Linked DNA regions of Mus musculus: all the other regions are linked to region 2. A link is a contact called in public HiChIP or PLAC-seq data. All regions are on one chromosome and are shown on one strand. Each heading gives the region's core, a stretch centred on a gene start, on an enhancer-like site or on the middle of the called end of the contact. The rest is flanking DNA. Distances are from core to core; before and after follow the strand shown. Region 1 overlaps Sap30bp (SAP30 binding protein). Region 2 holds the start of Tmem94 (transmembrane protein 94). Region 3 holds the start of Itgb4 (integrin beta 4).

Region 1 (4,105 bases), core at 820-3,319, 190 kb before region 2:
CTTACTTGTAGGTGATTTGAACATCTGCCAGGCGGTTCTGGTGGGATCTTGATTTCATCGGGTGACATGTTGCGAACCCTTTCAGAAAAGGAGGCTGTTGAGAAAGCAGAGGGAACCTTGTGTTGAGAGGAAAGGCCAGGGGCCATAAAAGCACAAGCACAAAGCAATTTCAGCAGAAAGCAGAAGGGGAGGTGGCCGATGGCTTCTTGGAGAGTGTTCCCTGAGCTGATCTCAATGGCCAGCTACGTGTCAACCTGGGAGAAGGGAAGCTGAGGTGGAGGGGACACATGTAAATAACACATCCTACCAAGCTCCAGAGACTGACTTTTAGGGAAAGAGCATGCCTGGAGAAGCGCTGGGGGAGGGAAAGGGGAGGAGCCACCATCCAAAGCATTTACCAGTTTCTACAGTATAAATTCAGTCCTGCCTAAGCTCAATCTCAGGTTGCCAATGTGGAAGACACTGAACTCAGAGCTGTTAGAGACATGTGTCAGCTTCATACTTGGCACTGCCCTTTCCGGTTGGTCTGGGTCTGTCCTGCCTTGGCTATAAGAAACTGTGTTAAGGTTTTGGGTCCCAAATAGCTTGTGCATAAAAAGACCTGAACAAAAGGCCTGATTCTGACACAAGAACCACAACTCCCGAGGGCAATCAATCCCCTCAGAACACTGCCCACCCAAGCCTCGCCTCCTCTCTCCCCATTCCCTTCCCTGACAGCCTCCGGCCACCCCAGGACCTCAGAGTCGGCTCTGGAGCACACAGACAATGGGCTGATTGTTGTAAGATTCTGTCATGCTCTTTGAAACATTCCTCATGAAAAGAACCATACAATGTGCAAACAGTGGCAGACAGCACAGGGTGGGGCAGGAGGAAGGCAAGCACCAAAAAGCCACCACCAATAGCATCTAGCCCAGCAGGGGGACCTACTGTGTGCCAGGCCCTTCTCTAAGCCTGTCCTAGGAACAGCTCTAGAGAGCTGAAGAGGGTCTGTGGGAAGGCTTAGGGTAGCATGGCAGGGGGCTGGGGGGAGGCGCAGGGTGGCATGGCGGGGGGGGGGGGCTGGGGGAGGCGCAGGGTGGCGGGGGTGGGGCTAGGGGAGGTGCAGGGTGGCATGGTGGGGGTCTGGGGGAAGGCGGAGGGTGGCATGGTCTTCCTGGTCTCTAGTCCAAGGCTGTTTTTTTTTTTTTCTTTTTAAGATTTTACTTTTTAAAAATTATAGGCATGTCTGTGTGTGGTACCCTAGGAGTCCAGAGAGGCATCAGATCCCTTGGAGGTGACATTTATCAGAGGTTGTAACCCCCAGACATGGGTCCTGTCTATGAGCAGAATGTGTTACCTGCTGAGCCTCCCCTACGGTCATGATTCTAAAATAATTCCAGGTCTTAAGAGATTAAAACAAAACAAAAGGGAAAAACAAACAAACAAAAAAGAAAAACTAGGTGTGTGTAGGGGGAAACCCCTCATTTAGGGCCCCAGGCTGGCCTAGAAGGGACTCTCCTGCTTCAGCCTTTCGATTGGCTGGGATTGCAAGTGTGCACTGTGCACCCAGCATGGGTTAATGTTTTCTTCTTAGCAGATAAGGTGCTTTGATCTCTGCATAGTTACCATCCCTGTGCTGAGTAAGACAAGGCCTTCAAGACCCTGGAGACTCTAATGACTTCCAGGACAGTTACTGTGGATCGGGCCTGTGCACACTATGAACACACTGAGGCCAGGGGTCAGGCCTGAGGCAGTCTTAAAGCATAAGTACAGCCTGGGCTTCGTAGATGTCAGTGGTTTTAACTAGACACACCCAGAGCACAGGCTGGGCGACAGATCAAAGGTCATGCTGTGGCCTGAGATGCAACTGCAGTCGAGAACAGTCCCCACAAGGGGGATAGGATACACACTTGCCGCTGCACCATGCCTTTCTGCCACCTCCCAACTGGCCCTCAGGCAGGGCACTACCCAGCTCTGGCAGGCAGTCAAGCCAAATCTTGGTTTCTTCCTTTTTCTTAGCCCTGGGGTAAGACGTTGGTCTAGGTCTGAGCTCAGTCTGCAGAGGCCAGCCCAGAGTGGAAGCGGGTGGAAAGAGCTGGCTAGGGCATTTTGTGAACATTCATAACAAAACCAAGGCTTGGCAGGCGCTGGGCCACAGAGGGTATATGTGCACGTGACACAGACAAAGAATGCCCTTTGCCATTTGCCAGGAAAGCTTTTTAGAAAAACAGGGTGTGCCACGGTTACTGTAGCAACCCCCCACCCTCTGGGACATAAGTGACAGAGAGTATGGAGGAGGAGGGAGCCTCATAAATTGGGGTAGAAACAAGAGTATTCCTGGGAAATAAGTGACAAGAAGGTGACATATGCTGGACAACAAAATAAAAGTATACTTCAGAGACTTGAGGACAGACTTGAGTGCCTCCTCCCTGAGTCCTAGAATGTGCCCAGTACAGAGAACAGCTGCTCTGCAGAGCGGCCAGAGCCCCTAACCATCTCAGGAAGTGTCAGCAGTGTGCCCGCAGACACTTGCCACAGTGCCTATGCCTTGGCTATGCTAGGGGTAGCTCCATTTACTATCCACAAAGCCTGTTGTCAGCATGAGTCACATCCTGCTAACGCCTCTGTCAGAAAACATCTGCAGTATCCATGGCCACCAGGTGGGAACCTAAGCAGAGTAGCTAGTTCCAGGGACTCAGACTACGGCAGGGGAACAGGGACAGAAAGCCCAGTGGGGCCGAGGACACTTGCAGAATACTTAACTGGCTGTAAGAAGGGGCTCCTGAGTGATTTGAAGACCCCTGGACTACACCCAATACTGTTCCAGGCCCGTGGGGCAGGCAGCTGTCAGGAGCTAGAGCACTGGAGAAGCCCGTGAGTTGGCTAGTCCTTTGAAAGCCATCCTGTTGAAGAGTTGACTTACCACCCACTCCTCAAAGAGAAGAGTACTCACCCTACGCAGGTGACAGTGCACTGTGCCCGCCACGAGAGGGCAAATAACAGACTATGTCGGCTACATCGAGAGGTCCTTTCGTCAAAACAGACAAATGTAAAGGAACACCTATTCTCAGCAGTGTGCGTGCAACCTCTAAGGAACCTGCTTAAGGGGAAAGCCAGGCAGGAAAGCAATGATCCACCAGGCGCTCAGCCTGGGGCAACTCTGCTCTCAAAGGGACACTTATCGGCAGGCTGCAACTCTGTCAAGCATCCTATCACGCAAGGAAGGCCTTCATAACACAATGACCCAGCCCAAGTGGTTGTCAATAAGCCTCATTTATATGAAACTGTTAAAATAGGGCTGAACTTCCATCAAGATCACATCTTGCCAGGCATGGAGGCGCACGCCTTTAATCCCAGCACTCGGGAGGCAGAGGCAGACGGATTTCTGAGTTCGAGGCCAGCCTGGTCTACAAAGTGAGTTCCAGGACAGCCAGGGCTACACAGAGAAACCCTGTCTCGAAAAACCAAAAATAAGTAAGTAAGTAAATAAATAAATAAAGTCTTACTTGAGACTGAAGGAAGACACCGCCTGCACAGGGGACCTGAGCACCAGGAACCATTAGGAAGGATAGGAAAGTGGAGGTGTTCCCCTTGTAAAAGATGTTTGTTTGGTACGGCTATCACAGATACAAATGTCTATCAAATCCACCAATGGCACACTTTTACTCTTTGAATTACATCTCAGTAACGCTATTTCACACACACAGCCCAGAAGCAGAGTGTCATGGCAGTTCCTGTAATACTAGATCTATGAGAGGCTAAAGTATAGGACCAGCAGGTCAAAGCCAGCCTGGGTTACACAGGAAGAGGACAGACAGTCCAAAGCCAGCCTAGGCTACGTAGTTTTAAGGCAAGTCTATGCTACATACACTAATCTTTAAAAAAAAAAAAAAGTCAAAACAAACCCAGAGGAGAAGAGCCAAGCTGATTATGGAAGAAGTCCAGTTGATGCACCCACATGTGCACCACTTCTGACCCTGTTCATGTGAGTGGAGCGCACTGCCGTACTGGTTCATGGCCAGGTTGTTCTCTGGCCTAAACCTTGAAGTTTCTCGGTGGTGAACAGCAGAGTGAAGTGGGACCTAGATGGAAGCGGCTTCAGCTTCCACTACACCTGGCCTTGTGT
Region 2 (4,119 bases), core at 408-2,907:
TCACTTAAGCCCGCCTGCAAACTAGACTTTCAAACCCTATTACAGAAACTTATCTTTTCAGCCATGGAAGACAGCGCAGTGAACAGAACACAGACACAATAGCAACGGAATAAAAACCACCGACACGGGGTTACCGGTTACCGCAAGGTGCAGTGGGAGACCAGGAGCCTTCTCACTCGGAAATCAGGGGTGTCCTTAGAGGCCCCGAAGGTCTTTCCAGCTCACTGACCACGACAGGTTAAATAATACCTAGCGTGTCGGCAGTAAGCATCTGACTGCTGTATAGAAATTGATTCTGGAGTCCAATTTAGGGGAAAGGAGCAGGGAGGAGCACAAGGACTGTGACCTTTATTGCTAATTCGTTCTTCAGGAGGTAAGCCTTCCAAACGGTTGAGGTTGACTCTCTTCCCTGGGAGCTGGCACTTCCTAGCCACTTAAAATAGAAATGTCAAGTGTTTTCTGATTTCTTTCCCTCTTGTGGCCTGGCCAGCCTCCTGCCTGTCTTCTAACCATCTATTGAGGTCTTATACCAAGTGGAATGTGCAGAGGCGGGCGTTCAAGGGCAGTTACCTCTCAAACTACCTGGGGGTACTGATTATCAAAGAGGTAGCTTGTTAATGCAGTGCTCGCCAGACTCTAGGTTCCCCTGCTTGTAATTCTGCCAAGAGAGAAGTGACAGCGAATACAGCCGGTGACATTCCACTGCAGAGTGTCCGGGGACTCTGTCTGAACTGCTAATTCGTTCTCCAGGATGAGCCTACACTGTACAATGGTCTGACTCTGAAAGTGACCGTCAAACTTTTCTATTCCCTCCGTCACTCTTATTTGTTGTTGCTTTAGGTACTGAACCTTCCCCCAAGGCTTTTAACTGTAGGGTTTCGCGGTAGGGAAAAAACAGGGAAACTGCTTTACAGAACTGCAAAGGCTGTGGTGCTACGCTGGCTTCCGAAGCATCTTTATGTGACTCTAAAATCGGGGAAGCACGCCCCAACTGCAACATCGCAGCCTTGCACTGAACTGGAAGTCCCTCGCAGTGTCTAGCAGGCGGGCGGGTGCAGAGATCCCGTCCACTCCGGGCGGCGAGCACAGCGCGCGCTGTGGCAGAAAACCGCCTTTATTTGGGCCGGGGACACCCAGGGGCCTACAAATAAACACTCGTGGCATCAGGATTGGCAGTCGCTGGCCCGGGGCCCAGCCACGGCGGACCTGGGCCAAGGGTTCTTTGTTGGACACAACCTTTATTTCTGACGTGGGACCCCGGCAAGGGGCAAGCCAGGACAGAGAGGGGACATGAGAAAACGAAAACAAACAAACCAAAAAACCCTTGAGGACGTGAGGGAAGGAGCCGGCCCGGAGTTGCAGGCAGGCGCCGGCCGGCCCCTCTCCTCCAGCACAGAGAGACACCCCCTTTGGTGCCACTTGCTAGGTGCACACCCCAGGCGCTCCTCGCCTCGGGTAGGAACTCAGAGGGCGCAGCAGGCCGAGCCCCACGCCCCCTTGCTCCCCACTTCGGGCCGCGGGCCTTCTCGTACTTACCGGGGCCCCCTCGGACGGTCTTCCTCGCCCGCGTCCTCACCCCTCCCTGCCCCCTCCTCACTTCACCTCCCCGCCTCCAGGGGCCGCAGCCATGTCCGTTGTGGGCAACTCTGAGGAGGCTTGCCGCCTTCCCCCAGCAACAGACGCGCAGGCCAACAAGCCAAAGATCCCGACGCTGATTGGTTGAAATTCGAGGTAGGCGGAAGATTCTGATTTGTTATTGGCTGTTTGGTGCGCTCAGCTGTAACCTCCACCGCCCCTCCGGGAGCCTGGCGGAATTGTGTGATTGTTACTCTAAAGCGATCCGGGGAAGCCTGGGTCCTATCTCCGGCACGAAGCTCCCGCGTTTTTAGCGCTATAGAACCAGACTAGAGGCAATCATACAATTTCCTCCCCATTAGTTTACCCACTAAATTTTTCTAGAGCCATGGTCAGGTGATACCTTCTGCCCTTTATTATTTTTTAATGAGGCCCTTGAAAAATCGCCTTATCTGTATTTTCTTCAATTCTTCCTTAATCTTTAAAAGTCCCTCAGTACTAATATTATGGACCAACCAAAGCTGGAGAATCTAAAGCAATACTGTTATTTCACCCTCAGTTCATTTGAAATCTAAAAGGAAAAACAAGCTTGAAAACAACTTTTTTTTTCTAGACTAATTAGAGAAATCGCTTGGGAACCCTCTCTTGGGAAAACAAAATAAGCCTGTGTCAGTATTTACTTCCATTTTCCCAGAGATCTAAGTCTGGAAGGGTTGCTTTTAGAAAAAAAAAAAAAAAGTTTTTTTTTCTGTTTATGAAGTCAGAAAGGGTCATATCTGGTCCTGGGAAAAAAGAGCCCCTTCCTTATAATAATGAATTTAATCATGCGATTACAATCCCTCTTTTCGGCTAGACAAGAAGCCATTTTACTGATTTAACTCTGTTTAAACCAGTTCAGCTGTTACCTTGAACACTCATAGAACCTTGGCACAAACCTTCAACACAAACATCTGTAGTTTATCACTACAGATGGAGAAGTCCAAATCTCTCCACATAACCATAGATGCTCATAACATGATGGAGATAGCCACATAGCCACTTTCAGGGCTCATTGCCACATGGACTCACTACAGTCTTAAACATGCTGGAGTACTTTGTTCAGTAGCTCTCTGAGCTTTTACATTTCTTTGCAGCTAATAACAGCCAAAATGCAGCCAGGCAGTGGTGGCACACGCCTTTAATCCCAGCACTTAGGAGGCAGAGGCAGGAGGATTTCTGAGTTTGAGGCCAGCCTGGTCTACAGAGTGAGTTCCAGGCCAGCCAGGGCTACACAGAGAAACCCTGTCTCAAAACAAACAAACAAAACCCCCAGCCAATATGCAAATACATGCCCGTGTGAAACTTTAGCCCAAACACTCCCTTCCCATGCTGCTTCCCTGTCTGTTGCACAGAACTGGTTAGTTACCTGGGTCTGGGGTCTTTCTACTTCATTCCACAAAACCTGGAGCCCTTGGGGAATCCTGCCTTAGTTAAGGTTACGCTTGCTGTGATAAAACACCATGATCAAAGAAGCATGAGGGAGGGAAGGCTTTATTCAGCTCACACTTTGGTTCATCCTCAAGGAAGTCAAGATAAGAACTCAGTCAGGACAAGAAAAACTGAGCAGGAACCTGGTGGCAGGAGCTGATGCAGAAGCCATGGGGAGGGGCCACTCACTGGCTTGCTCCCCGGGGCTTGCTCAGCCTTTCTTACAGAACCCAGGACCACCAGCCCAGGGATGGCCCCACCCACAGTAGGCCCTCACCCAAATGTCCTAAGGCTTGCCTACACCCAGATCTTACGGGGCAATTTTTTATTTTTTTATTTTTATTGTTTTTGTAAAAAGTTATTTGTGGGGCTATTTTCTGAATTGAGCTTCCCCCCTTTCTGATGACTCTAGCTTGTGTCACGTTGACATAAGACTAGCCCATACAGGGGCTGGTGAGATGGCTTAGTGGGTAAGAGCACTGACTGCTCTACTGAAGGTCCTGAGTTCAAATCCCAGCAACCACATGGTGGCTCACAACCGTCTGTAATGAGACCTGACGCCCTCTTCTGGTGCACCTGAAGACAGCTGCAGTGTACTTATATATATATAACAATAAATAAATCTTTGGGCCAGAGTGAGTGAGCAAGCGAGGGAGCAGGGACTGAGCGAGCAGAGTTGACCAGAGCAAGCAGAGGTCCTAAAAAATTCAACTCCCAACAACCACATGAAGGCTCACAACCATCTATACAGCTACAGTTTACTCATACACATAAAATAAAATAAATAAATCTTTAAAAAAAAAAAAAGTCTAGCCCATACAACTGAGCCCTTGACTCACAAACACATCAGTTTTCAGTTAGAACCTTGCCTTTCTTGTTTATCCCCAAGATGGCATGTTACCAATATCAAAATATAAAACATAAATAACCTCCAATACCCTATAGTCCTTACAAATTCAAACACATTAAAACTTCATTCTCGGGGCTGGTGAGCTGGCTCAGTGGTTAAGAGTGCCGACTGCTCTTCCAAAGGTCCTGAGTTCAAATCCCAGCAACCACATGGTGGCTCACAAACAT
Region 3 (4,644 bases), core at 1,066-3,565, 210 kb before region 2:
GGAAAAACCATCTCAGGGCACCAGAAGCCTTCAAGGTCTCTGAAAAGATGGGCAGCTCAAAGCCTTGTCAGGGAAGAGCCTGGCTCCAGAGCTACCAAGGTCTGCACAGAGGAGGGCAAAGGTCAGGGCTACACCTTTTCTGTTTAGGGCCAGAACTTCCAGGGGCACAGACAAGGTCACATCCACTGTCCCTCCACCTTGGATCCTTTCTTAGCACCCCCACATTGTAGGGCAGGGAACAATTGCAGGGTCTGTAAGGCTGAGGCCCTCTGTTCAGAAAAAAAGAAAAAAGTAGGCAGGTACAGTCCCCTGCATCCAAGGGTCCCTAAGGAGGCAGACATCAGTCCCAGCATGTCCACAGTCAGAGCCAGCATGGAGAAGTCACCCTAACAGGGTAGTGGCTAGAGGGGAGCCCTGAATCAGCAGAGGCGTGACTCCTAGGAGAAATGAGTTTCTTACAGCCTTGGGCGTAGGCACCACACCCACACGCTACATAATGCAAGCTGCAGATTTGGCCTCCTCAGGGCTCAATTACCTAGGCAGGTATAGGCACCAGAGGGACAAACCCAGCTCTTACACAGACCCAGAATACAGGGCTGTCCCAAACAGACAGGACGGCAACACACACCCAGCATGTCAGCAAAGGGTTAACAAGGCATCTATCTGCACAGGACCCCAGTGGGAGAGGCTTGCCTGTGTGTGCCTTAGGACAGATGAGGCACTGAGGCTGTGGAGCCTCCCATTCCAGCAGTCAGCACTGGGAGGGTCTGGCGGGGATTTGGGGGCAGTGTAGATTCCACACTGAACCTACACACACACACACACACACACACACACAGGAACTATATAATGTAAAGGCCTAGGCAGACACTCGAGTGTTTGCTTCGACCCAAATTGTATTTTAAAAGTTCTAAAAGTAGTCGCCTAGTATAGAAACAAGATTCCACATAAAGACTAGGACTGAGGATGCCATCACAGAGTGTGTAGCCATGGCAGGCTGGGCCAGACAGGACAGCAGTTCTTGAAGCTGTAACAGCCCCTTGCCTACCCTGTCAGCTATTGGAAGTCAGAGTTAAGGAGTCAAACGCTCATTTTCTGCTGTCCATTCTCTCAGCCCCCAGGAGACTCGATTTTCACTTTTAGTGAGGGTAGAAACAAACGTGCCATCTGGGTTGAACCTATGCTCAGGGTGTGGCAAGTCTGTCAGGAAGAAGGAAGAGGTCTGCCCCTACCCTTGGGAGCCACCTGGAGTCCCGGGCCACAGTGACAGCCAGAAGGCTCCTCCAAGGATCGTGGGAAAGAGTGTATGGCGGGGCCAAGTGCTCGCGGGACTGCTGGATGAGATTCTGAAAGGTCCCCCAAACAAAGGTGCCTGGAGCGGGCTTTGGGAAGAGAGCAGGCTGCGGGCCAGCCAAGAGGAAAATCAGGGACTCCCCACGCCTGACATGCACCCGGGTCACCACACAGCAGGTCCTGTCAAGCCGGACAAGAAGGGGGCTTGCTGCAAGGTAGTTAAGTTGTTCCTCTACTGTCTTCAGATTCAGGGGAGGTAGCACTCAGAGGGCTGGTGAGCCCCCAGCCTCTACCCACTCCTATTACCCACCTACCCAGTGTCCTTTTCTAGCAGGGGTATCTGATGTTCACCATTCTTTCCCTAGATCCCAACTACCCCGCTCCCAGCTGTCCCCTTCCCACATCCTGGCAGGGTTGGCACCTGTCCTGGCAGCATGGGCAGAGGGAGCCAGGGCCTGCCAATCTTCAGGGAAGGGAAGGGAAACAAAAGCCCCGGGCGGGAGTGGGTATTCACTTTCCTCTCCAGCCCTGTTGTCCCGGGGCACCGGGGCGGGCGGTGTGCCCTCGGATCTGCAGCGGGACCTGCACCTACCTTAGTGAGACTACCTCGGACTTGGGCTGCGTTGGGTCGAGCTGAGCGCGCGGGCGAGCCCGGCGGGACAGCAGGGCGGGCGGCGGCGGGCGGGAGCCAGCAGCGCTTTATGGACGGGCGGCGCAGGTAGGAAGGAGGCGCTGGTGAGTCAGGCGGACTGCATTCCTGCGCGCTGCGCGCACCTGTCGGGGCAGGAGCTGGGGTGTCGCCGCAGCCGCCAGGCCCGCCCCCCGGAAAGGGCTGCGGCTCAACCGGCGCCGGCCCCGAGCCCCGAGCCGCCGCGGAGGGGGCTGGAGGAGGAGCCACTCTTCCCTGCAGCACAGACCGGGGCTCCGTCTTCCCCACCCGTCCAGGCTCCCAGATCGGGTCCCCGGGCCGCTCCGGGTCGCGGGTCCGCTTCTTAATACAGTGAGCCCAGCTGGGTCAGTCCCGCTGCCTCGACGGTCATCGGGTCGTGCACCACCCTCTCCGTGTCAGCGCGAGGATAGGTCGTGCCCCAAACTGGTAGGGAGACTTAGCACTCTTGGACTGCTGGCCACTGGGTTCTCTCTGCCTCTACTAGAGGAACCGATAGGCAAGGACTGGGGCCTCTAGGTTTCTTCGGATACTCAAATCTCCTTAAAATGTAATTGTAGCCATCAAGAGGCCACGTGACCTAGTGTGGAGTAGCACTCATGGATTGTTACAGTGTTGGTGACAAGCTGATTCACAAATCTTACTCTTGCGGCAGGCTCTCGAGTGCCTTCAGGCCCCGTTTCTGTTTAATAATGAGTCCGTTGAGGCGCTGCAAGAACCCAACTCTAGTCTCACCAGGTTAGCTAATGCTCACCGCTGGCACTGGACCTCCTCAACCCGTGGGGGCTTCAAGCTCGCCAAGTGTCAGAGCCAGAGTATGCAGTCTGAAACTCAGCCAGATTTATCCTTATATTTGAAGACCCTGAACTAATGTTACAAGATCTTTAGTTTTCTTCGGCTTTGCCACATCCTCTGTTGGTTTCTAAGTCTGGTCGGAGAATATGGCCTTTTCCCACTGTGTAGTCCAGGCTAGTCTTGAACTTGGGGTAATTCTTCTGCCCCTGCCTTGCAAGTGCTGGGATTACAGGCATCCATCACCACACCTGTCCTTTTATTATCTTCCTTTTGATTCGGTGCTTGGTATGGAACATAGGTCTTCATGCGTATCAGCCATGTACTCTACCACTAAACTAGACCTCCAGACCAGAGTATGGCTTCTTTATGGCATTTGCTATACTGGTTTGAAATGATCATCCCACTGGACTGTGGACTCGGAGAACCCATGTTTTCTGCCCCAACCTGGGGTAATCCAAGTTAGGAGAGGTGGAGAGGCCTATGCCCAGGTCTGGGCTAGAGAGAAGGGAGGTTTTTGTTTTTTTGGTTTTTTTTTTGTTTTTTGGTTTTTTTTTCACCAGCCCAGCCCCAGCCCTGGTGCCTGGTACATAGAGGAGTTAAAAAAAAAAAAAAAAAAAAGTGTGATTGGGTAAGATGTCTTAATGGGTCAAGGTGCCTGCTGACAAACTTCATGACTTGAGTTTGATTCCTGGTGGGACTCATTGTCACAAGGTCTCTGTGGTGTGTACATCCATCCCACCCTCTCACATAAACAAATGAGTAAAACGAGTCTGTTGGGGCACTGCTGTTGTGTAGCAGGCCTTTCATCCAAGCACTCAGGAGGCAGAGGCAGGTGGATCTCTGTGAGTTCAAGGTCAGCCTGGTCTACATGGAGAGCTTCAGGCCAGCCAGGGCTATATAGATTTTGCTTCAAACATAATACAAATAAAAATGATTTTTAATAGCCCTGTCAGCCCTGTCCAGCCATCTGAGGGCTGTTCTGCACAGGCCAGGTCCCCAGGGAGACTTCCTCCTGAATGTGGGGGCACTGGGGAAGGAGCCCAGTATGTTTTCGGCACTCAGATGTATGTTCCAGGCCAGCTCAGTTCCTTGTGGACATCAGCCACTCCAGTAGGCACCCAGTCCAGTCTGGAAAAGAAGAGCTCTACACATTGATTTAAAAATAGTTCTTTGCAGCTGGGTGTGGTGGCGCACGCCTTTAATCCCAGCACTCGGGAGGCAGAGGCAGGCAGATTTCTGAGTTTGAGGCCAAGCCTGGTCTACAGATTGCGTTCTAGGACAGCCAGGGCTACACAGAGAGACCCTGTCTCAAAAACCAAAAAAACCAAACCAAAACAAAACCCCCAAAAAACCAAAAAAAAAAAACAAAAATAGTTCTTTGCAGGCTGGAGAGATGGCTCAGTGGTTAAAAGCACTGACTCCTCTTCCAGAGATCATGAGTTTAATTCCCAGCAACCACATGGTGGCTCACAACCATCTGTAATGAGATCCGATGCCCTCTTCTGGTGTGTCTGAACTTACATAAAATATTAAAATAAACATTTAATAATCTTTAAAAGACAATAAATCTTTTTTAAAAAAGATTTATTTATTTATTATATGTAAGTACACTGTAGCTGACTTCAGACACTCCAGAAGAGGGTGTCAGATCTCGTTACGGATGGTTGTGAGCCAACATGTGGTTGCTGGGATTTGAACTCAGGACCTTTGGAAAAGCAGTTGGTGCTCTTAACTGCTGAGCCATCTCTCCGGACCCCAATAAATCTTTTAAAATATTTATTTGTGAGTATAGGGTGGAAATTCGAGGACAATCTTTAGGAGTTGGCTCTGTTGAAGCAGGGTCTCTTGTTTCGGTTGCTGGGCTGAATACTGCAGGGGAGCTAGCCACC

Evidence for each region. HiChIP or PLAC-seq counts read pairs in DNA pulled down with a chosen protein or histone mark.
Region 1: a contact with region 2 is called in a FOXA1 HiChIP or PLAC-seq map of pancreatic cancer cells. The contact joins the enhancer-like site here to the promoter of Tmem94 in region 2. A contact is called at or near these places in 3 of 39 promoter capture datasets (hippocampal neurons and liver), 1 of 115 datasets of contacts at active chromatin or transcription factors (pancreatic cancer cells) and 3 of 9 other capture datasets (adipose tissue, embryonic stem cells and liver).
Region 3: a contact with region 2 is called in a FOXA1 HiChIP or PLAC-seq map of pancreatic cancer cells. The contact joins the promoter of Itgb4 here to the promoter of Tmem94 in region 2. A contact is called at or near these places in 4 of 39 promoter capture datasets (the C10 cell line, hippocampal neurons and liver), 1 of 115 datasets of contacts at active chromatin or transcription factors (pancreatic cancer cells) and 3 of 9 other capture datasets (adipose tissue, embryonic stem cells and liver).

The regions. Positions count from the first base shown.
Region 1 is chr11:115,953,350-115,957,454 of GRCm38.p6, reverse strand. Sap30bp (SAP30 binding protein) reads right to left here. Exons shown (of 11, transcript NM_020483.3): 5 at 6-94. Among named protein-coding and RNA genes, the nearest start is that of Gm39474, 13 kb to the right of the region's middle. Within about 2 kb of position 2,069, at least 176 of the 459 cell types and tissues checked have an H3K27ac peak or open chromatin away from gene starts, as enhancers often do. A contact at or near this core is called in adipose tissue, embryonic stem cells and pancreatic cancer cells, where this site is marked.
Region 2 is chr11:115,762,971-115,767,089 of GRCm38.p6, reverse strand. It overlaps Tmem94 (transmembrane protein 94), which reads right to left and starts at 1,657. Exons shown (of 32, transcript NM_028014.3): 1 at 1,537-1,657.
Region 3 is chr11:115,972,396-115,977,039 of GRCm38.p6, reverse strand. Itgb4 (integrin beta 4) reads right to left here and starts at 2,315. Exons shown (of 40, transcript NM_001005608.2): 1 at 1,886-2,315.